Regions from separate parts of the Rattus norvegicus genome. Here region 2 is linked to region 1. A link is a contact called in public HiChIP or PLAC-seq data. All regions are on one chromosome and are shown on one strand. The core of a region is the stretch at or near the end of the contact, and the rest is flanking DNA. Distances in the headings are between cores, read along the strand shown. Region 1 holds the start of Mtdh (metadherin). Region 2 holds the start of Erich5 (glutamate-rich 5).

Region 1 (4,979 bases), core at 2,109-4,608:
TCATGCATGCCAAGTAAGCACTCTAACCAACTTAGCAACACCAGCAGCCCCTCCAAAGAAAATGTTGGTCCTTAGCTGGTTTTATCCATGAAAGCAGAGCTTATACAGAGAGTGGACTGTGTACAAACACCTTCTGTAACTGGCATAGAGCTCCCGGGGGAGACACTGAGTTTTTACTTTTTGTTTCCTTCATAGTAAGTAAAACACTCCTTTTTCTTGCTTTCAACCTGTAAGTAGGCCTTATTTGTTTTTTCCTACCCTATGTAAAAATGCAGTACAGTACAAGAAACAAAATGAATAGAAAATAATGAAATTTATACCTGCCCTGGAAAGCAGTATTTTTCTAAGGGGAGTGTGGGATGTGGGTGTCAGGCCTTATAATCAAATGAGAAACCAATTTTGTGAGTCACAGATGCATTGGAAAAAAAAAAAAACAAGTTTATGCCTGTACTGGAATACAAAAATATATTTCTGAATTACAGTCAAAAGTTTCAGGACCTGGGGAGGGGAACACCCATAAGGAAGGGGAGGGGGGAGGGGAATGTTTGCCTGGAAACCGGGAAAGGGAATAACACTCGAAATGTATATAAGAAATACTCAAGTTAATAAAAAAAAAAAAGTTTCAGGACCATAACTTCTCTAATACTATTTGGCAGATGGTTATTTTTCCACCCAATTCAAATTCAATGATCCAATTTCAATTCCAGCTCCTCAAAGATCTCAGTGGATTTACTTATTACCCATTCCCCTTCCTTAACACAAATGAAAAGCAGGATGAGCCAAATCCTATCTGTTGTACATTTTCTATAGTGAAGCAAGTGTGTTCTTCCTTCAAATGAGTCATCTGTGTCATGATGCACTTCAAATGGACTCTTGGAGCACCTGTCTCTCTCCTCAGGTCCATCTTAAACTCTAAACATCCTAAAGAGGCTCTGAAAATTTCATAACCTGCCACAATCCACACAGGCATGTGGTTTGTTTCAAGATCACCTTTACTCTGAAGCCAAGTGTTCTATTTTCATTAAAACATTACTTAACCCTTGATGTTGTCTACAGAACTTTTATTTATGCATGTTCTCAGTGTGCTGTTTCCTCTTCTAACTTCAGGAAGTATTATACTGATAACTTTCTAGGTTTACTCTCTTCTAACTTTCCACTCAGCAATCAAAACATGAATGCTTATGATATGAGCTGTCAGCCTTCTTTTTATATTATTACTAACAATATTCTTTTCTGATGTGAATCCCAGCTTCCTGAAATAACTTTCCTAAATTTTTCAAGCTGTAATTAGTTTCCACCTTCTAAATCACACCAACATTGCATTCACACCCGTATTTAGCACTTACGGGTCCATGAACACAGTTTTTATGAACACAGTCTCACACTAGCTGCCATGATTGACTTTAATTCCTATAAGCCCATCAAACATACCAGAGCACATCTCTTCATAGTAAGAACCTGGTACTGGCTTACTGAATTGTTCTGAAAAGGTGAAGAGTTACATTAAAATGATAGAAAAATAGGAGGTATTTCTTTTTCTTTTTGGAGACAAGGTTTCTCTATGTAGTCCTGGCAGACTGAAACTATGTAGATCAGGATGGTCTCAAACTCAAGAGATCCACCTGTCCCTGCCTCCTGAGTGCTAGGATTAAATCATATACTACCTATACTACATTAATGGATATTTCTAATATTACTTATCTTTCATATTACATAAAAATGCAAAAAAGGCTACTAAAATAATTCAGTGGGTAAAAGCACTTGCCAATAAGCCTGAGTACTGGACTTCAACCCTAAAGATCCACGTGGTGGAAGGAGAGAACCAACTCCAACAAGTTTCTCCTCTGACTTCTGCACGCCTGCCATGGCACAAGATCTCCCCAACAAATAACATATAACAAAATGCTACAGGCCTAATCACACTGAGGCCTAATAAAAATGGAATAACTTTTGCATTTCCACATGTGGTCCAGCAAACTGCAGTTTGAAACCTCTCAACCATCAGCATTCCAATTTGTCACCCCTTTTTACTTTATTAAAAACAAAAACCTTCCACCCTGTGGACTATACTATAGACTACTTTGCTGAACTTGCCTCATGTTTTGCTCAGGGCCATTATATCCAGAAGGAGTATTAGATCTCCAGATCCTGTACCAGCAATCCAATGGCCATACTCACCAAGCTAAGACAGGGTTACCCTTTCCCTTTAACATTTCCAACTAAGATGAGTATGTCTTGATATGGACACCTTTAATCCTTTAAGCCAGAGTTTTTAGGTCACCGTATATCCTCCACTAGCCGCGGTTTCAGGTCTCAACGTGACTTGAGATAGACATCTCTCTCTTCCAGACAGTCTTTTCAGAACTTCCCAACGTCACTGTACGGTCCCATTAACCTCCACATATGCAGCCTACTTCCATAGGCCTCTAAGAAGGATATGCTTTTGGGGAAGCCAAGGTTCCCATATGATGGCTCTAAGTTTGGGCACTTTTATTTATACCTACCCCTGGATCTAATTTCCTTGTAGAAAAACTCGACTTTCCTACTGGTTCTTATACTTTCCGACTTCCCCCTACTCAAGGAACGTGTTCACCTACCGCCTCGTCCTGAGCTCTCGCTTTAGTGTTCTCACCTCCCTTGACCACCGGGCTCCTCGCCACTACTCACTTTGGGCTTTTCAGGCAGCTTCTTCCGGTTCTTTTTCTTTTGCTCCTCGCTTCTGAGATTCTTCAGTTGGGCTGGGTCCTCGGGGGCCGGAGTCGGCGGGGTCACCTCCTCCCGCTTGCGGGGCGGGCTCCTTCGCTTTTTGCGGGCGCCGGCGCAAGCAGCGGCCCAGCCGTAACCTAGGAGGAAGAGAAGCAGCAACCCGAGAGCGCCGGTGCCCACCAGGATCACCCAGCTCGGGTACCGCTTCGGCTCCAACCCCAGGTCGAGGCCCAACTCCGTGCGCAGAAAACCTAGGCCGACAGAGAGCAACTCCCGCAGCCGGGCAGAGCCCTCCTCGGCCTGCTGAGCCAGTTCGTCCTGCCAGCTTCGTGCAGCCATCTTCCCTCCCGTCAGAGACTCTCGGGATGACGCCGGGGAGCACAGACGCCGCTGGAACAGTCGTGGGAAGCGACGAGGGCCGCGACACCTCAGGCCAAGCGCATCGCGGCCGCCCCTCACTCCAGAGTGGGGAATAGGTGGCCGCCGCCGCCACGGGGAGGGCCGAGGGTTCCCACTCCCTCCAGTCGGCCTCACGCCGCCGCCGCCAGGAGGACACGGGGCGGCGGGGACAGAGTGTCTCCAGAGGCGGCCGCTAAGTGGCGTCGGGGCGCCAGCGCCAGGCCTCGCTGTCCTCCCCCGGCGGAACAATGGCGGCTCTGGCCGCGATCCACGCTGCGCGCGGAGGCCGACCGGGTCACGTGGAGGTTGTGGGCGTGGCATGGGTCACGTGGGTGCGATGGGTGGGGCCGGGCAGACTTGGTCTTGGAGGGGTCTCCTTGAGCTGTTGGCGGCTTGGGGCCACGCGCCGCTTGAGGAGCCGGAGTAGAAGCCTGGCTGCGGAACTTCTGCAGGCTCGGGCGCTCTGAGTGCAGAAGGGGCTCCGGTTCGAGGCCTGCGCGCGAGCAAGACGGTCAGATCTATCAGAGTATGAGCTGGCTTTACGCTCTCTTTCCTGCAGTGATGGTGCAGTGGACCGACTTTTTCTCCCTAGGTCAGGGGCCAGTTGGATGCTTCCAGAGGGAGCTCTGTGGAGTCTGAGGCCACGGGCACGTGTAATTCACATCTGAGTATTTCTTCGTGGCAGACTAGCATATTAACATTTGCCAGCGTTTGCGTCGGTTCTCTCATTCACTCCTGCTGTCTGTTGTCAGGCTCCAGAATTAAAAAGTCCGCAAACCCGTGGGAGGCACTATTATTTTCCTACTAATTTGTAACCTTAATAGGAAGTATTGAGAGGAAGCCCATTAGACTGTATTTATATGCAAGAGAAGCATATTATTTTACGCTTTTATACGACACAAAAAGTTGCAATTTTTGAGTGCATGTGTTGTCCAACAGTCAAATGTAGCAATAGAGGGAAACTAGGTGGGTTGTGGAGTGTCGCTCAGTAACAGAACATGCTTGCTGAACATATGCAAGGCTCTGGCGTTGATTCCCAGGACCAAAAATAACTGAGGCGCTTCTTCAGTTCTTAATTATACAAATGCTTGGGGACTACCTTAGTACTTGTATTTTGCCTTTGCTGTAAGGAAACAGTGTCTATAATTAAGTGATAATTAGCATGTAAACAACTGAAATACAAACTAAAAACCTATTCATGTATTTTGACCCATCAGTATTGTAATGAGTTTTGTGATTAATGGGTGGCTTGGAGTTTTATAAGTAATAAACTACTCTTACTAAGCTTTTTGCACGCTTATAATTAAGGGCTAAATTATAAAGGCCAGAACCTTAAAATGAGATCTTCATGAACTCTAAAAATTAACAAATTCCATTCATAGTTTTGGAATAGGATTTATAACCTCACCTATTTGTGTTGGTCATAGTTTCCTGAGAAATTCTACTGATCAATTTAGATTATCCCACTCAGATTTATGAATTAGAGGATTGCAGTAATCATAGGTGAGTATGGTAGTCCCTCTGATAGTCTAGCAAGTAAATGATTTAGTAAGATCATGTCATCTTGTGTGTGTTTTTTCAATTTGCTGTATTTGGTATCAGGGACATACTTGTCAGCCTATCTCACCCTTCCTCCCTCCTTTTTGTGTATGCACATGCATCTGCACTTTGTTTTTGTGGTCATGCTGGGGATTGAACCCAGATCCTTAAGCATTGTAGGCAAGCACTCTCCCACTGAGCTGTATCTTTATCCCACCATGCACTTATATTTTAAAAACAAAAAAGTGGGGTCACACCCAACTGGTTTGCATTCGTTAAGTTAACAAAACTTGTAAGAATATAATTATACTTCCAGAAAGTTAGGGTTATTCCTT
Region 2 (4,708 bases), core at 1,195-3,694, 350 kb before region 1:
CAGCCCCCAAAAGCCATTTTTAATTTAGCTAGTGAAGGCTTTTAAATTTTTTACAGTAAGATATAATTTATATATCAACTAAAAGTAAATATGTGACTTTAAATTCCCTAAACTGTACATTTCATGCTAAACTAGGATCCAATTAAGTTCTCCATTTTCCTAATCAATCAATTTTATTTAGGATTTGCCTGAAGTTCCCTCAGTGATAATTTGTTGACTAAGCCTTGGTGACTTCTATCATCTTCAGAGGGGGCTCTTGGTGATTAGGCAAACAATAACAACCAGGTACTTAATGAATATTGTTTTTCAGGAATCAGCTCATCGCTTCATAATCAGCACAGGAATAAAATAAATGTAGGAACAGGGACAGAAGCCAGACTTGGGCTCAACAACTTGTCCTTCCATTTCCCAGAGTTTACCTGGCTGAGTGTGTAACTTCCCAGCAAAGGTGACCACAAATGTGAAGTCTCTGAAACAATACTCGGATGAGATCTAGCAGCCTTTTAGGACATCAGTGTGTGTGTGTGTGTGTGTGTGTGTGTGTGTGTGTACGCGCATGTTTGTATATGGTGTATATGTGGAGGTTAGTTTTGTTTTGTTTCTGAGATGAGGTTTCTGGGTGTAACCCTAGCTATCCTGGAACTCTATAGACCAGGCTGTCCTGGAATACAGAGATCTATCTGCCTGCCTCTGCGTTCTGAGTGCTGGGATTAAACCCAAGTCAGGAGTGGCTGGCACAATCTCTAGTGTTGACCTGCACTTTCAACTTTGATAGAGACTTTTGTTTGACACTGTTGACTCACAAGCATCCAGGGACCCTCCTATCTCTTTACCTCTCATCTTGTTGAAGGAGCGTTGGGATCATATACACTGTGGAAACCAATTTATGTGGATTTTAGGGATCTGAAGTCCGGTCCTCATGCTTTTGAGGCAATCACTTTACCCACCAAACCATTTCTGCATTCCTAGGTGAGCAGACACTTTTTTACTGAAATGGATGCTAGATCAGACTTGTTATTCCTATTGACATCTTCACCAGGATCACTTATCAGTGGTCCTGTCCTTAAGATATTAGACATCTTTTGCTAGATGTAAATACACCACCCCACCCCATCCCAACATTCCCAGCTATTCGGGGAGGTGGGGGGGTGATGCTAAGCAAGGAGATGTCGAAAAGAGAAAATGAAAACAAGACACCCTACCTGCCTAACACATTCCTTTCCAAAGAACTTACTTTATTATGTCACAAGGATGATAGTAAGTTAATTTCTACATGACTTACTGGTCTCTCCATGTAGCTACCCAGAAGTAGGCAAACCTGGAGTGTGGTAGAGTTGTAAATGAAGCACCCAATTATGGTACCACCCAGGATAAGATTGAGGTCCTGTCCTGTGCTTTGCAGGTTGCTTTGAACCAGAAACATGCTGCTGTTTCTCCCATGCCTAATCTGTCCAGACCTGGGTCTCGTCCTTTTGTTGAACTGCAAAATAAACTGCTTTTCTACTTAGTTGGGCTTCTTTCTGTTGTTTCTACATAAGCCTGCAGACAACACAATGCATGCCTCTGCCTGACTGACCTCAACAATCACCTGACCTCCCTTAGTCTTATTAGATTACTGGCTTAATTCTATCTGGTCAGAACTGCTACTGTGGTTTTTCTTATTTTACTTTTTTGATTTTCTAAAACAGGGCTTGTATGTGTAGGAGCCCTGTCTATCTTGGAACTCCCTTTGTAGACTAGGCTGGCCTTGAACTCAGAGATCCATCTGCCTCTGCTTCCTGAGTGCTAACCTAAAGACCAAGTACATAGATAGCACTTCACTTTCCAATAGCATCACTCCTCACAATAAACACAGGAAGTATTGCTTGGCTCTTTGTATCAATGGGTATACAAATTTATGCTACCTTGGATAGGAAATGGCAAAATAAAGTAGAATTAGACAAGGGGAAGCATTACTCTGGCTGGCTTTCAACTCGAAGTTGTAGTCTGTCAGATGGGAGGGGTCTGGGTAGCTGCCATTCTCTCTTGCCCCCTTAGGATGCTCAAGTGCACAATGGTTATTCACCAAGTCAGAGACTGTTTCCTTGAGTTCATCGTTCCTCCTTACCAACATATTTATCAGCATGCTTAATGTGCAGGTGGGCTGGCAAGAATATGAAGGATGCGTTCCACAAGCACTGAGGCATGCCTCACTATGAACATCAAGTAACTGTTAATATGGTCATTTTAGCTGCTGGACAGCCAGGCCAGTTCAACAACTACCAGATGAAATTGTTAGAACTGTTTGTGCTCTAACAAGGGATACAGCCTGTCCCCCGCCCCCCCCCCCCCCTTTTAAAAGATTTACTTCATGTATGTGGGTACACTGTAGCTGTCCTCAGACACACCAGAAGAGGGCATCGGATTCCATTACAGATGGTTGGAAGCCACCATGTGGTTGCTGGGAATTGAACTCAGGACCTCTGGAAGAGCAGTCAGTGCTCTTAACCGCTGAGCCATCTCTCCAGCCCAGATTTGTACCATCTTAAGTACTTTATGCCTAAATGTTAAAGCAAATAGTATGGTAATTGAACACTACCATTTGGTCAAATTCACAACAAAATGGGCCACAACAGTTGAATAAACTTTCATTTGTAAAACTACTTAATTTACAGGCCTGGTTCTATTCATACTTCTGTAATACATTAGCTGTAAAAATTTGAGAATAACGTTACTATTTCATATCATAGTGTATGTATTAGCTAGGTAAAATAAACGTTTTAATTTCTGACTTTTTTTAAAAGATCAACTCACAGAGATTGCCTGCCCAAGGTGGGATTAAAGGCATAGGTTACTAGGACCCGCATGGCTCACGGATGTTTTTAAAATTATTTTTATTAAGGGGAGGCAGGGTTGTTCTTCCCTCTCCTAACCTCCAGGGCAAAGTAGCACACCATACAGCTTACTTACTAACCTGGTTTTACTTTTTTATGCTTATATATGTTTGGTGGCGCGGGTGTTTGTGCAGCTGGGCAGGGGTCACAGGTCAATTTCTGGTGTGCTTACTCGATAGTTGTCCACATTATTTTTCACAGGATCTCTCACTGGGACCTGGAGCTGACAGGTTAGGCTAGGTTGGGTGGCGTTAGCCTCAGGGATCTGTTCCAGAAATGGAATTACGATCCTGCACAACCATGCCAGACTTTTTGGGGGTGGGGTGTGGCGGGGAGGTTTAGGCATAGAATTCAGGTCCTCATGCTTGCAAGGCAAGCACTATACTGACTGAACAATCTCAACAACCCGGGGTTTTTGTTGGTGCTAGAGTGCATAAATAGAGGCTTTCAGTCTCTCTCTTTTTTTTTTTCCCCACGAATACTACATTTATACAACGGCCCAAGTTTCGTAGCAAAGTGATTTTAAAAGTATTCGTATTGTGACAGTTTACTTCTGTATACTTATGTGTGCATCCAAGCGCAGGTCAGAGAACCTGCTGAGCCTGGCGCTCCCCTTACACCACGTGGGTTTGGAACGCAATCCATCTGCTTAGTGGCAAGCGCATTTACCCGCTCAGCCACCTCACCGAGTTTAGATTATTTTTTTTAATTGCGGTCCCTGTGCAAAGTCGGCTCCCAAGTACACGGAATAAAACCGCCACAGGAAGTGTATGTATGTATGTGTGTTGGGGGGTGCGGGGGGTGTCTCCTACGAGCGGCAAGCAAGAAGATCAGCGGCAGGTGGACAGAAATTGCCTCCAAAGGTAACGCCGCGTCCCGTGGTCTTCCCGGAACAACATCCCGAGGCCACATCCGGCGGAGACCAGCCCAGACCCTGCCGCCTCACACACGGCGCCCTCGGCCGTCGTCGCCAGCTCCTATAGAGTTCCCGTTCTCCGCGGTTTCAGCCCACAGCAGCAGAACACAAACCGAGAACCGTAGGCCGCAGCCCAGGCCACGTAGCAGCCCAGCCAGATCCCCATAGCAACCAACTGCCACAGCTCACTCCAGCAAGTGCCCTTCCGCTAGTGACAGGCTCGGCTTCTGCTTCCGCTTCCTGTCCCATAATCCTCTGTTCGCCTAGAAGAGCTTTGCATTGTGGGAGCTCCTTCCTTTCTCGCTCCCCGGCCATCTTGGCGTCTGATCTTGGTGAGTGAGCTCTGCTGGGTAGAGGACTAGGCGGCTCGGGGAGCTCCGCTAGTTGGTGTTTGACGCTCTGTATCATAATCCTCACTTCTGCCCTCTGTGTATTCTAGGTTGGGGCTTGTCCCGCACCTAAGGCAAGAGGATGGTGGCTGCAAAGAAGACGGTAAGTGAAGCCGACCGAGCCCGGAAGCCGCTTCACGTGGAGAGCTGGGTCTGGGCCGGGGCGGATAGATCTGAGCACACTGGGTGGATTGCATGCCGCTGACGTTTCAGGGTTTCAAAGTGAATCCGAGAGGCCCTACGTGACTTCGCAGGCATCATTAAAGTGTTCAATTCCAGAAATTTGGAACTGGGTTTGGTTTTGAGATGGCTGCGAGTGGTTTTCAAGTCTCAAATGTTTGCATTGTAGAAAAAGTCTCTGGAGTCAATCAACTCTCGGCTCCAACTTGTTATGAAAAGTGGAAAGTACGTGCTGGGGTACAAACAGACTCTGAAGATGATCAGACAAGGCAAAGCGAAATTGGTTATCCTCGCCAACAACTGTCCAGCTTTGAGGTAATGGAGGGAATATGAATGTATGTGGCTTATTG

What was found. HiChIP or PLAC-seq counts read pairs in DNA pulled down with a chosen protein or histone mark.
Region 2: an H3K27ac HiChIP or PLAC-seq map of oligodendrocytes shows a contact between it and region 1, with 5 times the contacts expected there. The contact joins the promoter of Erich5 here to the promoter of Mtdh in region 1. A contact is called at or near these places in 1 of 12 Hi-C or Micro-C datasets (frontal cortex) and 1 of 1 datasets of contacts at active chromatin or transcription factors (oligodendrocytes).

The regions. Positions count from the first base shown.
Region 1 is chr7:67,191,039-67,196,017 of GRCr8, reverse strand. Mtdh (metadherin) reads right to left here and starts at 3,358. Exons shown (of 12, transcript NM_133398.2): 1 at 2,668-3,358. The coding sequence starts at 3,045. It overlaps LOC134479891 (a long non-coding RNA gene), which reads left to right and starts at 3,504. Exons shown (of 2, transcript XR_010053749.1): 1 at 3,504-3,631.
Region 2 is chr7:67,535,890-67,540,597 of GRCr8, reverse strand. It overlaps Erich5 (glutamate-rich 5), which reads right to left and starts at 2,444. Exons shown (of 3, transcript XM_006241547.5): 1 at 1-2,444. Rpl30 (ribosomal protein L30) reads left to right here and starts at 4,043. Exons shown (of 5, transcript NM_022699.4): 1 at 4,043-4,121; 2 at 4,229-4,281; 3 at 4,528-4,673. The coding sequence starts at 4,261.